Linked DNA regions of Gossypium hirsutum: region 2 is linked to region 1. The links are chromatin contacts, called in public Hi-C maps. All regions are on one chromosome and are shown on one strand. The core of a region is the stretch at or near the end of the contact, and the rest is flanking DNA. Distances in the headings are between cores, read along the strand shown. Region 1 holds the start of LOC107916037 (E3 ubiquitin-protein ligase Topors). Region 2 holds the start of LOC107916071 (protein SRG1).

The links. A called contact is a pair of places that touch in the nucleus more often than the background predicts.
Region 2: a Hi-C map of leaf shows a contact between it and region 1, with 2.1 times the contacts expected there. The contact joins the promoter of LOC107916071 here to the promoter of LOC107916037 in region 1. A contact is called at or near these places in 2 of 34 Hi-C or Micro-C datasets (both in leaf).

Annotation. Positions count from the first base shown.
Region 1 is chrD10:48,952,162-48,956,437 of Gossypium_hirsutum_v2.1, forward strand. It overlaps LOC107916037 (E3 ubiquitin-protein ligase Topors), which reads left to right and starts at 2,167. Exons shown (of 5, transcript XM_016845209.2): 1 at 2,167-2,696; 2 at 2,807-2,944; 3 at 3,020-3,077; 4 at 3,223-3,485; 5 at 3,567-4,209. The coding sequence starts at 2,344. The coding sequence ends at 3,636. It overlaps LOC107916036 (probable serine/threonine-protein phosphatase 2A regulatory subunit B'' subunit TON2), which reads right to left. Exons shown (of 12, transcript XM_041102439.1): 12 at 4,164-4,276.
Region 2 is chrD10:49,379,383-49,383,658 of Gossypium_hirsutum_v2.1, forward strand. LOC107916071 (protein SRG1) reads left to right here and starts at 1,789. Exons shown (of 4, transcript XM_016845240.2): 1 at 1,789-2,108; 2 at 2,177-2,424; 3 at 2,493-2,820; 4 at 2,904-3,329. The coding sequence starts at 1,863. The coding sequence ends at 3,164.

The DNA of each region.
Region 1 (4,276 bases), core at 917-3,416:
CCATTAACGTGATTGAGATGAACAACCCGGAAGCTCTGATACCAATTTGTAAAAATAGAATGTCGGTAATGACAATATATCACAAAGAAAAAAAATAAATAACAGATTTTACGTGGAAACTCTTTCGAAAAAAAACCACGGGCAGAGGAGAAGAAAATTCACTATGTCTAATTCGAATTATTACAAGAAGAGTAGGTTATGTCTATTTATAGGCTTGTAAAACCATATTCTAATAGGAGTGTAGTAAGATTGAAACACCTTATTCTAATCAATATCAAATAGATAGAGTTTAATAAAGTTTAAAAAACCTTATTCTAAAAATAAAATAAAATAAATATAATTCTATAGGGATTTTACTTTTATTTTATTTTACCACTGTATTTGATTTAAATAAGGATTCGGGTCACTTAATTCTAACAATGACTAATATCAATAATGATATGAACTTTTATGGAACAGATTAGGTTCAATCTAAAGGCAATAATTTTAGTTCAGAGCAATGGAATTTCATCATACAACATCAAAAACTTAATTTGTTGGATTTCATTATAGCATAGGAAGAAGAAGAGAACTTGTATCTTTCTTCATTAAAATAAGATTCTTTTGGGCCATCTTAATAAAATTTTAACATTGGAATTTTGTTAAAGGTTTCCTGATGAAGGGAGAAGAGATAAAAAGAAAGGGAGAAGAAGATATTGAAAATAAAGAAAAAAAAAAGGAGAATAAAAGAAAAAGAATGAAATTTGTTTTAGTTGTATGATTTGACAAAAGAATTTATCTGAAAAGATCATATTAATTGCCGCATTAACTTGTTGTTACACTTTTTAACGAGAATTAACAGTTGAATGATCATAACATAATAAATAATGTTAATGATTATATCATAATTATTTAAAATATGACTTGAGCAAATTACCTTAAATATCTAGAATGGCACATTAGATAACAAGTGTTTATTTGAGATTAACCTTAAATGATATATATTTTAAAATTTAATGAGTAAACATTTTGGGCTATTTGAAGCCAAAATGTATCTATTTGATGATAAAAAATAGGCTTAAGCCATAAAATGGTACTTAAACTATATTGTTTTTTTTCAAGTTTGTATTTCAACTTTTATTTGGTCGAGTGGTACCTAAACTATACCACAAAATGGTACTTAAATTATATCTCTTTTTTTTCAAGTTGGTATTTCAACTTTTTTTTGGACGAGTGGTGCCTAAATTATACCACAAAATGGTACCTAAATTATAAAAAATTTTCCCAGGTTGATAGCTAAACATTTTTTTTGGTTACGAGTGATATATAAAGTATACTCCAATACCCAAAGTAGTACTTAAACTATACTCAATTATCCAAATTACTTCAGTAGTTAAAAAAAGCCCTCTTAGCCAATTATTTTGTGACACATGGTACTACAAAGTTCCCAAAAAAGTTAAATATTATTTCTAAAATTTGTAAACATATTTATCTTTTTTGTTCTTCAATGAAGAAATCTGATTGTGGAAAAATAAAGAACTCATCGAAAAACCTATTCAAACCTAGTTGACGACAAAACCCGGATTTTAGTGAGTTTCTTCTCCATTTTTAAACCTCGATCAAAACTTGTCTATTATTTTTCTTAAAAATAACTTTTTTTTTGTTTTTTCTATGTACTTTGTATAAAATAGTTAATGTTATATGAATCTCTATAATGAATAAAGTACAAATAAAGAATGAAATCCAAATATTGGGTAGAAACTGGGTAGAAAAAAATTAAAAGAAAAAAAAGAATTGTAGGGAGAGAGTGTAAAAGGAATTGAAAAGTTTTAATTTAATTTAATTTGATATTTTTATAATTTAATTTAATTATATTCTTTGAATTTTATTTTAACATAAAGTATCACGTGTCGCAAAATGGTTGGTTAAAATATTTTTGTTTAACGATTAAGTAATTTGGGTAATGAAATATAATTTAGGTATCATGTTGGGTATTGAAGTATGGTTTAAGTAGCACTTGTGACCATAAATATGTTTATGTACCAACTTAAGAAAAAGGTATAGTTTAGGTACTATTTTGGATAACGAACAAAAATTTAGATACCACTTATGGCAAAACAAAATTTAGTGAGAAAGAAAAAAGAAAGTATAGTTTAAGTATCATATCATTATTTAAGCCTAAAAGATGATATAGGCACCAAATTGAATTCTAAAGCTAATGTGAGGTGACAATATTGTATTATCCCTATATATTTTTGGGAGTTTCGTTTGACTTGTCGACCCACGACGGCAACACCGCCTTTCAGCGACAACATAAAAATCCATGATCTAAAGACCAACTTCTTTTCTCTTCTCTTTCCCCAAATGGATTCACCCTCGTCTTCACCGAAACCATTGGGGAAACCGAACATCCAGAGATTCATACGAAGAGTAATTTCTCCGGCCATCGTCGACAAAACATGTCCCATATGCTTGAGAACCATCGACGTTCCTGGAGCGGCGGTTCTCACCGTTTGTTTCCACGCTTACTGCTTGGACTGCATCCACAAGTGGAGCGATTTGAAGAGGAATTGCCCTCTCTGCAATTCCACCTTCGATTCTTGGTTCTACAAAATCGATCTCTCCTCTCTAAGATACCTCAAACAGCAGTTACCTGCTATCTCCGACTGCAAATCAGTTATTCCACGACCACGGTCCACCGTAGCTGATCGTCGACGGTGAGTTTTCTTTTTTGATTAACGATTATCTGACTATTTAATTGTAAGTCGAATAAAAGAGTTGATTGTTTAGGTTACTCTTTTTTTTTTCTTTTTAATTATTTGGTTAGGATCATCGAAAGGACCAGAAGAGAAATGAACGATGTTAACCGGAGAACGAGACCGTTGCCTTGGCGGCGATCTTTTGGGCGACCCGGGACTATGTCGCCTCATGTTATCGCCGAAAGGAAGCTTCAATGGCGTGCCAGGTACCTTATGAAGACCCAATTTAGTTATATTTGCCTAATTCTAAGATTAAATGGCTGATAGGGTTTCTCTTGCAGTGTGTATAACCGACGGCTGCAAGCTGTGCCTATATATCATGGTAATGGTTTTCAGCAGGTAGGTTTACCTGGTTTAGTTCTTTGAAGGTTTGCATTTTTTTTTCCATATATTTGAAATGTGACGTATATGATAAATTAGTGGATTTGATTAGCAAGGAAGGGTTATTTTCCATCATTTTGATGCGTTATCTCTTTGCTTTCAGAATGTTCCTAGGATTAGGAATGATTTTGAGAAAGAGAAACTACTGCGAAGAATAGAACCATGGATTCAAAGGGAGCTTAAGGCTATCCTCGGAGATCCAGATCCATCAATCATTCTTCATGTTGTGTCCTCGCTTCTCTTCTCTAGACATGAAGATGGCTCTTCCGCCTCTTCGACACAGCTCAGTTTTGTCAACGACAACTTTCTTGCTCCTTTGGAACCTTTTTTGCACCACCGAACCAACATGTTTTGGCATGAACTCAGGTGAGTTATACACCTTTGCTTTTTTGATTTGCTTGAAGATTTCCTTTTCTGTTATTATTAATTTTCAGAAATGTATACCAGATGCTTTGTGGATAGTCCATTTACCATGGAAACTTATGATGCAGTAGTTGAGTATAGACAGTTGAAGTAGCGTCACTTAGCCGAGTTGCATATTATTTTAACTGATATCTCGTCTACACACTATATCTGTGGCGTAAGAGATCAGTTCCTTCAGAGCTTGTTATCCTCGATGGTCTGGTGATGGCTGCACTATCAGTTTTTAAGCCATCAGGTAAAATGGCACAGCTTAGAGATTGAAGGATTTAATCAAATTCTGAAGCTAGGCCTTAACTGATGAAAGAAAAAATGTGCTCAGTACTATCAAATTGCTTGAAGTTGAGAGATCCAAGAAGCAGGGGCTTTGGTAGCCGTCGAATAAGTAGAGCAGAGCACATTAAACATGTCAGCCGGAGTTGCAAGCAAGCCAGGTGCCAACCAACAAATTCTTGTAATAGCCGTCAGATAAGTAGAGCAGATTAAACACGTCAGTTGCCCGGCGCCGACCGACAGATTCTTGTAAATGTTTTGCTTGGATCATATTATGATTTTATATATTTGACATTCCCTTGGGCATGAATTGTGCAATGATGAAAGTAATTTATACAATTTATCGGAAAATATGTAAATTTGCTATTTAATGCAATAGATTGAAATTTGAAGAGGAGTTACAGAGTTTGTGACAACTTTCCAGATCATAAATCTTACAAGCATTGCAACAAAATAGTACATCT
Region 2 (4,276 bases), core at 539-3,038, 430 kb after region 1:
ATGAGTTTAATTGAGCTTTATAATCAATTTAGAATAGAGTCAAGATGAGAAATAAAAGGCGGCTGATACATTCAAACCCCTGTTGAAAAGTTCTAGCTGCTACTTGGTAGCCTTGTTAATGTGGATCAACAACATGCAGGAAGTTTCAATAACAAGTGTAAGTTAAATCATTGTTTTTGAAGATTCATGTTGAGCACATATTCGAATATGGACGTCCTCTACAAATTTAGACACTCAGACTTGAATCTGAATAAGTAGAGTTAAAAAATGTTATAAAAACTTATACTAAAAACTAAAGTATTAGTGCCTAAAAGGTTAAGTTAGGATGATCTAAAGATACCAAAATGAAAAACTAAAAAAAGGGGGGGATAAACAAAGGCAAATTGACAAAAAAACATCACTAGAATTGGTCTGCAGAAAAGGGGACATGTTAACTTCATCACAAAATGAAGATGGCCCCTACGGGTACTACTGCCACTCACTAAGTCTGAAAAAAAACTCTAATGATACACAATTTTAGTGTACCATTTACCCACTACTAGATTCCATTGCCCCCCCCCCTCCCTTTTTTTTTAACTCTTTTCCTTTTCTTCACAAGCTCCATTTCATTCACTCATCATCTGATGCAAACTTACAATCAAACAAATTCAGAGAAACACGCATGCATGCATGTTATGCTATGTATGTATGTAAAGACATGAAAGCATTTAAGCAGGTCACTTGATTGGGAAAGGCCAATTCAAGAGTGACCATTTAGACTACCCGTGTGTCGAGTTCTCACATCAAACTGTTGCAATTCACGCCTGTTTTTTTCTTTCCTTAAAGAAAATACAGATGGTGAACTGTTAACAAAATGGGAAAAGTAAGGGCCACACTTTCAAATGAAAATGAAGTAAAGATAGGGACCATTGATGGTTCATGTGGTGGCTCGAGTTTGAGTTTTTTTAGATAAGAGTCGGTCTCAATCTTATCCGAAGAAAATTTGAAGCTTCGTTTGCATTGATGGAGACTTGGGTTTTGTAACTGAGATTTTCAATATCTAACTTTTGAACCTTGGGCTTACCCAAGTGGGTTCATATACCCAAGGTGAAATCTAAGCCAAGTCTAGCGGAGTTCCAATGATTTTTGCAATGAAAAATCTAATATTTTTTGTTTGGTATAATCACAAATGTGATATTTAGATAAAGCTTGATCAATAATGACGACTTTAAGATTCGAATTTGGTTTAAATGTTTAGAAAAAAAATTTATTTTCACTCCTTCGAACTACTTGTTATTCTGAAGAGTCCAATATTTCACTCACAAAATCATGACTACTTTATAAAATTATTTAACAATATATGATGATACTTAAATTATTAGAAAAATATGTTAGATTTTCTCTCTAAAAAATGTGATCCCACTATATCATATATCCTATTTATCATGCATGTAACGATGTATCACACTTTAAATTTTAAAAATAATAATATTAAACTGAATTAACATGTAACACTGAACCTATCGTGATAAGATCAATTTTTGAAAAAATATCATAATTTTTAAAAATACATTATTTTTATAATAAAATACAAAATCAGCCTACTATTAGCTCCACAAATCATATTAACACTGCAATAATACAATGTGCACAACTGCTGATTTACTCAATCTGTAAGTTCATCAACCTGGGGGCTTAACCAAGTTCGTTCGGAGGGCTACAAAACAAAAGTGACATCACACAACTGTTAGCCCCTCAACTCACATTAACACTACAATAATGTGCAAAACTACAGATTTTCTCCGTCTATAAATACAGGCTCCATCTGAGAGAACTTCCAAGTAAATCTGGTTACATATTTACCAGTCTTTCAATTCTATAACATGGCTCCAGTGCCTAGTTTACCAATTAAAGTTGGACATATTGATGATGTCCAAGAACTAAGAAAAGCTAAACCAGCCACGGTTCCTGAAAGATTTATCAGAGACATGGCTGATAGGCCAAAAGTTGTTCCAAATCTATCATCATCTCTTGACATTCCCATCATTGATCTTTCTAAGCTCGTGAAAACAGACAAAGATGAAGTTATGCAGCTTAAAACTGCCTGTGAAGAATGGGGATTTTTCCAGGTACTAAAACAGTCAGATTGTCTTTGTTTTGTTTGAAGTATGGAAGTTAATGACTGATTGCATTTCAGGTACTGAACCATGGGATTGATCTGAATGTTGTTGAAGACATTGAAAACGTAGCCAAGGATTTCTTCATGTTACCTTTACAGGAGAAACAAAAGTATCCAATGGCTCCAGGGACAGTTCAGGGCTATGGTCAAGCTTTTGTGATCTCAGAGAACCAGAAGTTGGATTGGTGCAATATGTTTGCTCTTGGTGTTGAGCCACCTTGTATAAGGAACCCAAAACTCTGGCCATCAAAACCAGTTAACTTCAGGTAATCACAAATAACACTAAATATGAACCTTGAAGTATACAGATGTAACTCTCTTTTTTGTTTTTCAGAGAAACTTTAGAAATTTATTCAAGAGAAGTGAGGAAACTTTGCAAGACACTTCTGAAGTATATAGCAGTGAGCCTTGGACTAAAAGGGGATGTTTTTGAAGAAATGTTCGGAGTGGCTGTGCAAGCAGTAAGGATGAATTATTATCCTCCATGTTCAAGACCTGACCTTGTTTTGGGCCTTAGTCCACATTCAGATGGAAGTGCCCTTACAGTGTTGCAGCAGGGAAAAGATAGCTCAGTTGGTCTTCAAATCCTTAAGGGCCAAACGTGGGTGCCTGTTCAGCCTATTCCAAATGCACTAGCCATCAACATCGGTGACACTCTAGAAGTAAGAAACCCGGAACCATTATGGGTAAACACTCTGTTAATAACAATGTTCCAATATCAGTTCTGAAATCTCTTGTTGTACAGGTTCTTACAAATGGAAAATACAAGAGTGTGGAGCATAGAGCAGTAACTCACAAAGAGAGAGACCGCCTTTCAATCGTCACTTTCTATGCTCCAAGCTATGACACAGAACTTGGTCCAATGGCAGAACTGGTGGATGAGAAGAATCCATGCAGATACAGAAGATACAATCATGGAGAGTACAGTAAACATTACGTAACCAACAAGTTGCAAGGCAAAAGAACCCTGGATTTCGCAAAGATCCAATCCAAGACCTCGAATTAACAAGGATTCCACTTTGGTCTCCCCCCCCCTAGATCACTATTCTTGTACTATTTAACTGTAAGAAATGAGCTTCTATCATGGTGGACTGCGCTGTTTCTTCTGTAACAAAGTTTTCCCAAATGCATATCAGCTTATGGAAGCTTGGTGGGACCTTTGTTTAGTAAAGCTTTCTTGTCAAATTGTGTGCTTTGTCTCTAAACAACATTTTCAAATTAGTACCTGCAAGCTGATTGATGAAATAATAATGACCTGGTATCTAAAGAAAGAAATACCCGAACTTTATTGTCATCAAACAAGTAAATCAAATGTATTAAGCTCAGTATTCATCAATCATGTCACATCTAATTGTGTAAGCCCATTAGAGTAATCTGCTAAGGAAATACAAGTTGAAGTACAAAATAAAATGTGTATAGTTTGGGGTCAAAATTACGGATTAACCCCGATAAGTAAAGCAGGAAAAAGATGCCACTTTTTACTGTTTCTCTCATCAGATTCATGATAAGCAAAGAAACATGGCAATCATATTAGTGAAGGAATCAAACAGAAAATCCAACAAAATACCATGGGTGTTCCATTGTTCAAGGGAAAAGAGAACCCCTTTTTTGCTTAGTGGCAAAGACAGGAGAGCCCACGCTCAATGATTTTTATATGCATGTATTTTAATGTGCATATAATATATATTATTTCTATAGGTGTGAGGGAAGCAAGTTGTGATGGATGACTTCTAAGCTGAAATGACTCAATTGTTAACACCAAAATAAACCACAAAGCAGAATTCCATATATTCATATGACATATGATGTGAGGTAAAGGCTGACGATGCTTGTATGCATGCTTAAAAATAGTATGTTGGTGAAGGCTAACCACAAAGTTCCATGAACCGTAATATATGACTTGATTCATTCATCTAGCCATAGCATCCTTAAGAGATGAAATTCGAGCGCTGATATCAGTAATCTCTTCCACTGTTGCAGACTGAGGCCTCCTTTTGTGTTACAAAATGGTTCCATGATATACTGAAATCATGGTTCAAATTGGGTTAAATGGCCTCAATTTCCCATCAATCCCCCATCCAATGGGAAAAAGAAGGCAAGCACTGAGCATCATTTTCT